2 separate regions of the Mus musculus genome follow, and region 2 is linked to region 1. Evidence: chromatin contacts called from public Micro-C data. All regions are on one chromosome and are shown on one strand. Each heading gives the region's core, a stretch centred on a gene start, on an enhancer-like site or on the middle of the called end of the contact. The rest is flanking DNA. Distances are from core to core; before and after follow the strand shown. Region 1 holds the start of Itpripl1 (inositol 1,4,5-triphosphate receptor interacting protein-like 1). Region 2 holds the start of Gpat2 (glycerol-3-phosphate acyltransferase 2, mitochondrial).

Region 1 (4,655 bases), core at 486-2,985:
GCTTCCTGGGAGGGAAAATCAGAGAGCCGGGTGTAAGAGGAGACGGGCACGACACGGATCTCTTCCTCTTCCTCCTCGCTGCTGGACTCAAAGGCTGGCTCGTGCTGCATGCTCTGTCGTAGGAGCTCAAAGATGAGAAAAAGGCAAAAGAGGCCTGCATTCCACAGGTTTCCCAGTATCCAGCCCAGAGGCCCCCCATCTTGGCCACCGGCCTGGAAGGGCCATCCCATGTCCTTCTTCCCCAGCACTAACTGGTCACTGGATGTATCCCCTCTCCAGAAGTTCTCCACTTTCTGCTTCTGCTCAGCGGCTCGGCTCCTCTCTTCAAACTCCATCTCTAACTGCCGCATCTCCTCGCTCATTCGCTTCTCCAGCTGCCGACTCCTAGCTAGCGTGTCCAGGTCCATGCGGTCACTGACCATCAGGGGGTGGTGAACAACATACATCACTGCCAAGAACATGAGGCTTATCACAGCCATGGAGGCCTCTGCATCTGGAGGAGTAGGAGGGTGGGGATCAGTGGTGATTTCCGGGGCACATCTGTTCTCCAGCACAGAGTCCCCAGAGCCCTGGTACCTCAAATCCTGGATGCCAACTACTCAGGAGGAACAGAAAGTGCATAGAGCTAGGGTGGGAGTTAGCAAGAACGGTCCGCCTTGGGGAAAGGAAGTGGAGACCATAGGATGTACCCTGAGTCAACCTCTTTCCTTCCACATACCGTGGGTGGTGTTTAGGGGACATGAGACTGTTTTTATTCCAGTATAAGATGGGAAGGGGGACCCTTACAGTGGGGTGGCCTCACCCGACTCATCGGTCCACCTCGGGCCCCAGATATGCCCTGCCAGTCCCAGAGGCTCCCTTCCACAGGCAGAAAACACAGAATCTTGTTCGGGCAATGTCTTCCCCATCCTTGGGTAGCCAGCTTCAGTCCCTAGCTGCAGCATCCCACTTCCTCTGTGACTTCACAACCCTACCTTGTGTCATTAGACCACTTAACCTCACCACTCTGCCCTGCAGGTGCCAGACTTGGCACTGTGCTGCCAACTCCTTAGTATTACAGTGATGAGGTTCTGAGGCAGGCTAGCATATGGCCATCAGTCCAGCTGCACTTCTCAGTCCAGGAAAGTGCCTGCAGAATTCAGGGGCCAAGACCCAACTGACAGACAGTAGCAGAGATTCCCTGGCCCCATTGCCCAACCACTGAAACCTGAAGCTTCCGGCCTTCACCCCAGTAATTCACCAGCTATGGGGCTTCTTGAGTCATGAAAGGCAGTGCACCATGGCCATCGAGTTCAGGTGAGGGGCACTCCTCGCTTTGGAATTAAGCCCAACTGCCCCCTCCATGTTCAAAATACCCGAGCCACCGGCCCTGCTTCAAAGTGAAGGCCCCCCTCTACCCTTAGTAACTTCCCCCAAACTCACCCATCTCTCCTGACCCAATAAAATACCCAAATTTAAGGGTTTCTCCTGGAACTAGGGGCTCAGTTACTCACGGTCTCAGTTAGCAGGAGAGCGTTCTTAAAGAGACAGCGCGACCTGGCCGCCCTCGCCTTCTTCCGGGCGTACGCGATGCTCCCAGTTCATACTCCACACAAACTGAGAGAGTCCACCTGACGAGCTCTTTCTGGGTACAGACCATGTCTCCGAGGTCCAAAGTCTGCGGGCAGCGGACTGCAGCGACTACCACGCGGTGCTGGTCCCGGCGGACTCCAGCAATCCACAGCGGTTCCCGCCTCAGGGGTTCCGCCCCGACAAACCCCACCCCTTGCTCGAAGCCAAGAGGCGGGGCCCAAGGCAGGGACTCTTCCAGAGCTGGGGCCCTCCCTCCCTATGGGGCCCTTCCTCCCTATGGGGCCCTCCCTCCCTAAGGCCTCACACCTTTTTGTTTCTAGTCGTCCCCCCTAGGGTTTGAAGGGACAGCAGAGCATCTGTGGCCACGCGCTCACAGCTATTCTGCTTCATTCCGTGGCACAAGGCTGAAGTGCCTGCTGCCACTCCCACCAAGTTTCTTTTACCAGGGCAATGTGTGCTTATTGAGAATTTGGGTGGGAAGGTGAGAAAGAAATTAAGGACTGGGAAAAGCCATTCTCACTTCCCTCTGGCTCTATGCAAGGTGAAAAAGGAAATGAGATGTTTTTAGGCACCACTAATAAGCCTCACTCGATGGGAAGATGACTCATTTGGGTACAGAGCCTGTTGCCCAAGCACGATAATGTGAGTTTGGGTCCCCAGACATCCACCTCTAATCCAAAGTTTAAAAAATGGAGCTAGACAGAGCCACTGAGCTTAAGTGACTGGTATAAGGTTTTATTAAGAGACCTTGTCTCAAAGTAGAGATCTCTAAAGACGATGATTTTGCACCCAGGTGCACAGGAGGCAGGTCCGAGCATACACATGCAATACTACACACACATGCACAGGTATATGCATACCCCACTATAGACGTCACTTCCCCAAATCAGGTATCTTTCCCTAATCAAAGTGACTCTTAGGAAAGGACATCTGTCACTCAAAGACCTGCCTTGGAGCATTGTTTGTCACTTACTAGTCACATAGAGGTAAGAACCCTAAACCTAGCCAGGCAGTGGTAGCACATATGTTTAATGCCATCACTCAGGCTGTAGAGGCAGGCACCTCTCTGAGTTCAAAACCAACATGGTCTAAAGAGAGAGTACCAGGACAGCCAGAGCTACACAGAGAAACCTGGTCCTCTAAAACAAAAACAAAAAACAAAAATTCCTAAGCCTTCAGGCAGCTCTGCTGATCCTACGTCCATAGCAAAGAGAACTTCATAAAGTGTGAAGGCACGACAAGGCTTACTACATGTTAAGAAACCCCAACAAGAGGCTGGAGAGATGGCCTAACGGTTGAGAGCACTGACTACTCTTCTGAGGGGACTCAGGTTTGATTCCCAGCCACTTGCATGGTAGTTCACAACTGTTTGTGACTTGTGCATGCAGTGAACATACATATGCAGGCAAACACACCAATACACATTAAATAAATAGATAAAAAACAACAAGGGGCTAGAGAGATGGCTCAGCTGTTAAGGGAACTTACTCTTCTAGAGGACACTCATTTGGTTCCCAGCAGCTACTAAGTGGTTCACAACTATCTGTAATTCCAGTTCCAGAGAATCCGACAACCTGACACCCTCCTTTTATTCTATGGACTTAGGTACAGAGTTCATGTGGGCAAAACATACACAACTTTTTAAAGTGAATCAGTCTTTAAAAAAAAAAAAATTCCACCAAGCTATCTCACTTAAAGATCACACTTGAATTAACAAATATCTCTTTATCTCATTTATCTCATTATCTCATTATCAGTGAACATCTTTTGTTTCCACCACCACCACCACTTTTTTTCCCCAACTTGTTTTGTTTTGGAGATAGGGTCTCACTACACTGAAGCCCTGATTGGTCTGAAACACAGAGATCTACCACCTCTGCCTCACAAGTGCTGGGATTATAGGTGTATACCACCATGCCCAGCTCCAAGTTGTATTTCTATTTTTACTTTTTATGTGTATGGGTGTTTGCCTGTATGTATGTACGTGTACTACATATGGTGCCTAGTGCCCATGAAGATCAGAAGAGGCACCAGATCCCCTGAAACTGGTGCTGGGCTCTAAACTCAGGCCCACTGCTAGAGCAACAGGCACTCTTAGCAGCTGAGCTGTTCCTCCAGGCCGCTCCAACCTGTATTTTGTTAACTTAATAGTGGGATAAATAGGAAACCCTCCAGGTGACTCATTTTAACAAGTGAACTCTAACATCGTGGGAATTTATTTACCCATGTTAAGCAAAGAAATATGGTAGATTTTCTGTGAAGTAAATTCAGCTGTGGCCCCTAAAAACTAACACTGTAAACCAGACATCATAGCACAGGACTATAATCCCAGAATTTGGGAGATCTGAGGCAGGGGATAAGCTCCAGGCCAGTCCGGGCTACATGAGACCCTGCAAAGGTTGGACAGGTGTTAGGAGCACAAAGGTCCTTGTGCTCACAGAGAGCATTAGGGAAGCTAGGAATGTTAAACACTGTATGGGGCTGTCTCCTCCATGAATGTACAACTGGTCTCTGCCCAGAAGGCTGGGAATGGAGGTGACTAACAGTCTCGATGACCTCTGTGCTATCTGTATGGCTGAGACCACACCAGATCCTCCCCTTGGGTCCCTAAGATAACACATGCAGCCTATCTTTAGGACCCATCTGCATGGAAGAAGCGACATGTACTTTGAGAAGAGTTTCAATGTAATTATGCCTCCTTATGAACACGGGACTGTGTGTTATACCAGAAACTTGTTTTTCAAATTGTACTGTACTTATATATGCCTGAAATAAACCACCTTGTGTCAGACTCTAGAAATTTTGAGGGGCTGGTGAGATGGCTCAGTGGGTAAGAGCACCCGACTGCTCTTCCAAAGGTCTGGAGTTCAAATCCCAGCAACCACATGGTGGCTCAAAACCATCCATAACGAGATCTGACTCCCTCTTCTGGAGTGTCTGAAGGCTGCTACAGTGTACTTACATATAATAAATAAATCTTTTAAAAAAAAGAAATTTTGAACTAACATCAGCTACTGAGTTGTGTTGGACTAGATTTCCTTCTTGTCTTATGTGGACCCTTACTTTGCTAGTGGTGAGTTTGC
Region 2 (5,339 bases), core at 597-3,096, 280 kb after region 1:
CTCAGAATGAGATCCCTCCAAGAAGGTGAGAGGTGCTCACAACCAACCACAAAAGCTCACCTTTCTATCCAGATGGTGATCTTGGGAGACATCTAGATTTGCACTTGGAGGTGGGGGGGGGGCAACTTACTGCTTCTAAATAATGGGGTTTCCTTTTCCTTGCTTGCTTTTTTCAGTTTCTGAGTCTTCTTGTTGTGGCCTGTGCACTATGATACAAAACAACAGTTAACATGGGAGCCAGATACAACATGTGAAGCTGGTGATGCTGTTCCTGAGGAGGAAGAGACAGAAAGGTCAGGTGTTCAAGGCCACCCTCTGTTTCATGGCAAATTTGAGACCAGCCTCAAAACACACACACACACACACACACACACACAAGCCACGAAAGAGACCCTTGGGCCTTGAGGGACACAAAATGGCACAAAGCAGGGAACACAGTGGCTATACCCTCAAGGGGAATGTCGGTGGAGGAGAGGTAGAGGTTAGGAATAAGAGCCAGCTCTTGGGACCCATGGCCTCACAGGTTCTGAAACTGGAGGTCAGTGGGCTGTCACGTGGGCTGGGGGTACAGGGAATACCTCCCCCCAATTTATTTTATATTGCACTAACCTTTTAAAGTTGTTATTTTTAAAACATTTGTTTGTGTGTGGGTATGTGCACATGAGTGTAGTTACCTGAGGAGACCAGGAGAGGGTGCTAGATCCCTGAAGTTGGAGTTACAGGCAGCTGTGAGCCACCTGATGTAGTTGTTGGACCCTGAACTCAGGTCCTCTGGAAGAGCAATATGAACTCCTATCTGCTGAGTCACTTTCCCGGTCCTGTGGAGACCTTTCAGGGCTGGTCTCTTGGTGGCTTGCTGCAACAGTGAAATGATGAAGGAACCCATATGTCCTTTGTTCCTAGAGTGCTCAGAGCCGATTACCTAAATGACCCCACTCTCATCTTTATACACTTTGCCTGTTGATGTAACCAAACAGCTGACCAAAAGCCACTCTAGGAAAGAAGGGCTTGTTGTGGTTCACAGTTTGAGGGCACTGGACATCTTGGCTGGGAAAGCATGGCAGAGGACCATGAGGCTGCTGACCACATCATAGCTTGGCAGGAAGCAGAAAACAGATAAGTGCTGGTGCTCAGCTCAGGTTCTCCTTTAAAAAAACACACGTCTTTATTTTGTGTATACAAGTGAGGAGGTCAAAGGATAGCTTGGGGTAATTGGTTCTCACCTTCTGCTATGGGTCTTTAGTTCCCGGGACTCGTGAGGGACCACTGCGCTCTTGTTAACTCCAATTCCAGATCCAAGCCCTCTTCTGACCACACATGTGCATACCCCCACAAAGCCACACATGCACATATATAGATCACACACACACACACACACACACACACACACACGTAATTTATTTTGAGACAGAGTCTCACTATGTAGTTCTGGGTGACCTGGAACTTGCTATGTAGATCAGGCTAGACTCGAACTCACAAAGATCCATCCGCCTTTGCCTCTCGTGTGCTGGGATGAGAGGTGTACACTATCCTCCCCACATCCTTTTTAAGACTCCCCTCCTTGGGTCCTTTGCATTCCACACTTCCAGATTAGGACAAGCAGGTTCCTAAGCCAGAATGTCCTCTCCCCAACAAACTCTCAACACTTGCAGCGAGTTGTGGGTGATGGGCGTGGAGGGAGCAGTGATCATGTGGTACAGGCAGCAAGTCCAGCAGAGCATATAGGGTGTCAAGGGATGGGGCTTCGAGCCTAGAGCGCGTTCTGATTGGCTGGCCCCTCAGCTGCTGAGGCGCATGCGCAGAGCCCAGTTTCCGGCTTCGTCGGCTCAGTCACACGGCTGTTTGGCGGGAGTTGGCGGCTGGTGTGAGGTGAGCTTCCTGAGACTCGTGTGCCGGATTGGACCAGGCTGGGTTGGGCTGGGCTGGGCTTGGCTTTGGGTCAGGCAGGGACTGATGTGGAACTCGGGCTGGTGGGCGTGTCTCACAGACAAACAGTCAGAGGCAAGCTGGTGGCCCTGGAGAGCCCCACTTTGCCCTTTGCTTGGCTTGTGGCACCTGAGACTCAGAGAGCAGGCAAGGATGGACTTCCGGTGCCGCCTCGGAGACAGGCCCTGCCCTCCATCTTGGTTTTGGCGAGAACCTTCCTTGCAGGCGTAGGGGTATTTGCTGCAGCTGAGAACTTTTTAAAGTTAAGTTCTGTGATGGTTAGTAGGGCAGGAACATTGGGGATGTGTGTGTTGCATTTTAGCCTTTGGTGAAGAGCTACATAAGAGCCAGGCACCAAGTGCCACCTGTGTAGTGCGGGTGGGAGGACTCAGAGTGGAAGGGACGTGGCTTCTGGGCGCCCCCGAGCCGAGGCCCTGTTGGGTATCTGCTCAGATACCACATCTCAAAGTTATTTTTACAGCAGCAGCTGGAAACCCCCGCTCTTTATATAACAAGCTCTCTGCTTTTAAACGTTGGCCTTAATTCCTAATGTTTAAGCACGTCATATAGTCAGCGAGAAGATGCCTGTGAACTGTACTGGCCCTCGGGGAAGAGTGTGCATCTACACAGACTGCCAGTGGCCCTCACTTAGGGATCTTGCTTGCCAGATGTGTCTGTAATAGTGGTGTTTGAGAAACAGAGGGAGGAGGATGGAGAATTCAAAGCTGGTCGGGGCAAAATAGCAAGACAGTGTCTTAAAAAGCGTGAGTGAGCTGTCCCCAACTGACCTGGATTTCATGAGCTAGGTAGTTGGCTTAATTGGCTCATGAGAATGCTCCATGCCTTGTCTTTTAATCTGTTATTTTAGGGCCAGCATTGGTCGGTGGGGTTAGATTTTGAGGTTAGGAGTCTCAAGCTGAGGAGTGTCAAACGTCTTCCTTGCAAAGGAGGCAGGCCTCCTTACATTGCAGCCTTGACCTTGGGCTTCTCTGTGCTTAGGGTCTGAATGGGGCTGTGAGAACATTTTTTAAAGTAGGGGATGCATCTGAAATGAGATCTCCAGGGCCTGTGTATACATCAATCAGGATCCGGTTACTGCTTGGCTTCATGGTGCTAAATAGCACCAAGGGGCAGAGGAGGAGCACCAGAGGAACCCTGGAAACTAAGCCACAGGCATCTGGCTCTCCTGGGCCCTTTCCATACCACTTAATTGCTGGGTCTACACATGAATTATTTGCAATTCTTACCCTCAGGACGACTTTCAGATGATGTGAGGGAAGTGAGATGGGAACCCCGAGGGCTCCACAAGGCTGCTTTTCTGGCTGCCTTGGGCCCTGGAACTCATGGAGAAAGAAGAATCTAGATGTATCATGAACTAACAATTTGTGGTCTCAAAACTCAAAAAGGCACTCTCAGGCTAGCGTGCAGTTAATGTGATTGAGTTGGGGAATAAAAAGAATATAAATAATTAGGCCAGTCTGTTCACCATGGACATGGTGGAAGATCAGGGTAGGGGACCCTTTTGGGCAGGAGTCTCTCTTCCACAGAAGCATAATGGATCCGAGGTTCTGCAAGAGGGCTGCTCAGCAGGACTTAGGTTTATGGAGAGAGTATCCTTTTCCTTGTATCCTCTTCTTGCTGGTATAATCCAGCCCAGCCTAGGCTTTTCCTTCTACACGGAGAGCCTTACGTTGCCATTACAATCACAGTTGCTGTTAGAACACATTGGGGCATGTGGATGGAAGATAGCCACTCATGTTGCCTGAGGGAGCCCCTGACTTTTCAAGTACAGCTCACTTCCTGGAGGGACCACTTGGGTCAGTGACAGGGATTTGATCAGACTGCCTCCAGTCTCCTGGCAATTGTCCTCATTGCTGATGGCTTAAGTGTTGTCTGTCTTGGGGTAGACTCTGGCATCACCCCACAAAACCTTGGATTATGGATCAGATTCCATTCTTTTAGTTTTTTTTCTAGGTCAGGTCTGTGTGGAGAGAGACACAGTGCTTGATTCACTGATCTTACAGACCTTCATGGATACCATGTTGAAATCCAACCCCCAAACCCAGCAGAGGAGTAACCACAATGGTCAAGAGGTAGTGTGGAATTCTTACACCCTTGCCCTCCCACTTGCCCTCTGTGACCTCCACTCCAGATGTGCTCCTCATTCTGTCAAAGACCCTGAGTTCGATCACCTCTCTTGTGGCCCTTTTCCAGACCAGCCTTTGGTCCTCAAGCTTTGGGATGAAGATGGAGGCCATCACTCCATTCCTGGGAAAGTATCGCCCCTTTATGGGCCGCTGCTGCCAGACCTGTACTCCTAAGAGCTGGGTAAGTGATGGTAGGGATGGGCCTCCCTTGGAAATCTTAGGCTGGCTTGGTCCTGGGAGTGAGGATCCTGGGCAGCTGCCTCCCTCTCGTCTTCCCAAGCCTCATCTTTCACTGCTGCATGCCTTTGCCTGTTAGAGGAATGGATATAGTGGGGTCTGTTGTTGGGATGGGGCTTAGGAGAGTTGGGTAGGAGGCCTCAGGAGAGCTAGGCTATGCCCACAAGGCTGGAATATAACTGACTCTGTTCAGTTTGGGAACAGTGCCCACTCAGACTCCCATAGCACTCAGCATCTCTTGCATGTCTGTATCATATGCTGGTACCAAGAAGGCTCAGCATTCTAATGGAGATTCAAGATGCACATTTTCTTCTCCAGATGAGGTAATACCCCTACTCAGGGCCTTAATGTGCTTAGCTCTAAGAGGGCAACTCCACACAAGGGGACAGTGGTGTCATTTTAAGCATGGAGCCCTTTTCTTTCTGAGCCAACATTATGATCTGGGGTAGACAGCTCATGGGAAATGTACTCTATACCTTCTTCTGGTATACTCAAAAGGCCACCAGGCAGAGGCTAGATGGATAGGGTACAGATGTGACTTGCAAAAGCACCCTAGGACATGCTGTCCTTCCCTCTTGGACAGGAGTCCCTCTTCCACAGAAGCATAATGGACCTGGGCTTCTGCAACGTGATCCTTGTGAAGGAGGAGAACACCAGGTAGTTGGAGCTGTTGGGGCAGGCAGTGGGTTGCAAGGGCCTTCTGTGGCATCACTTTCTTCCTACAATGGACAAAAGGAGATCCATAGCAAATGGAGGCAAGCTTTACTCCCCTGCAGTTCCTTCTATGGGCTGCCTGTAAGGTGTAGAGCCACTGTGCCCCCTCAGTGGGGAAGCAGGGTGGGACTAAGGCCTATATAGGCAAGTGAGTAGTTTGTTTGTTTGTTTGTTTTGGTTTTTTTGTTTGTTGTTGTTCCATGGTCGAGCTTGGTCCTGGGATATGAGACTGGGGTGCAAACCCTTCCTGATGAATAGACAGACCTCTGTGGGCTCTGGGGAGCACTTTCTGAACTGTCTTCCCCCAGGTTCCGG

What was found. A called contact is a pair of places that touch in the nucleus more often than the background predicts.
Region 2: a contact with region 1 is called in a Micro-C map of embryonic stem cells, with 2.1 times the contacts expected there. The contact joins the promoter of Gpat2 here to the promoter of Itpripl1 in region 1. A contact is called at or near these places in 6 of 39 promoter capture datasets (the C10 cell line, the HPC-7 cell line, cranial neural crest and 3 more), 4 of 484 Hi-C or Micro-C datasets (the G1E-ER4 cell line, embryonic stem cells, nephron progenitors and 1 more), 1 of 115 datasets of contacts at active chromatin or transcription factors (large pre-B cells) and 1 of 9 other capture datasets (adipose tissue).

Annotation. Positions count from the first base shown.
Region 1 is chr2:127,141,722-127,146,376 of GRCm38.p6, forward strand. It overlaps Itpripl1 (inositol 1,4,5-triphosphate receptor interacting protein-like 1), which reads right to left and starts at 1,736. Exons shown (of 2, transcript NM_001163527.1): 1 at 1,494-1,736; 2 at 1-493. The coding sequence starts at 479.
Region 2 is chr2:127,423,353-127,428,691 of GRCm38.p6, forward strand. It overlaps Gpat2 (glycerol-3-phosphate acyltransferase 2, mitochondrial), which reads left to right and starts at 1,847. Exons shown (of 22, transcript NM_001081089.2): 1 at 1,847-1,869; 2 at 3,889-4,019; 3 at 4,141-4,254; 4 at 4,894-4,967; 5 at 5,333-5,339. The coding sequence starts at 3,957.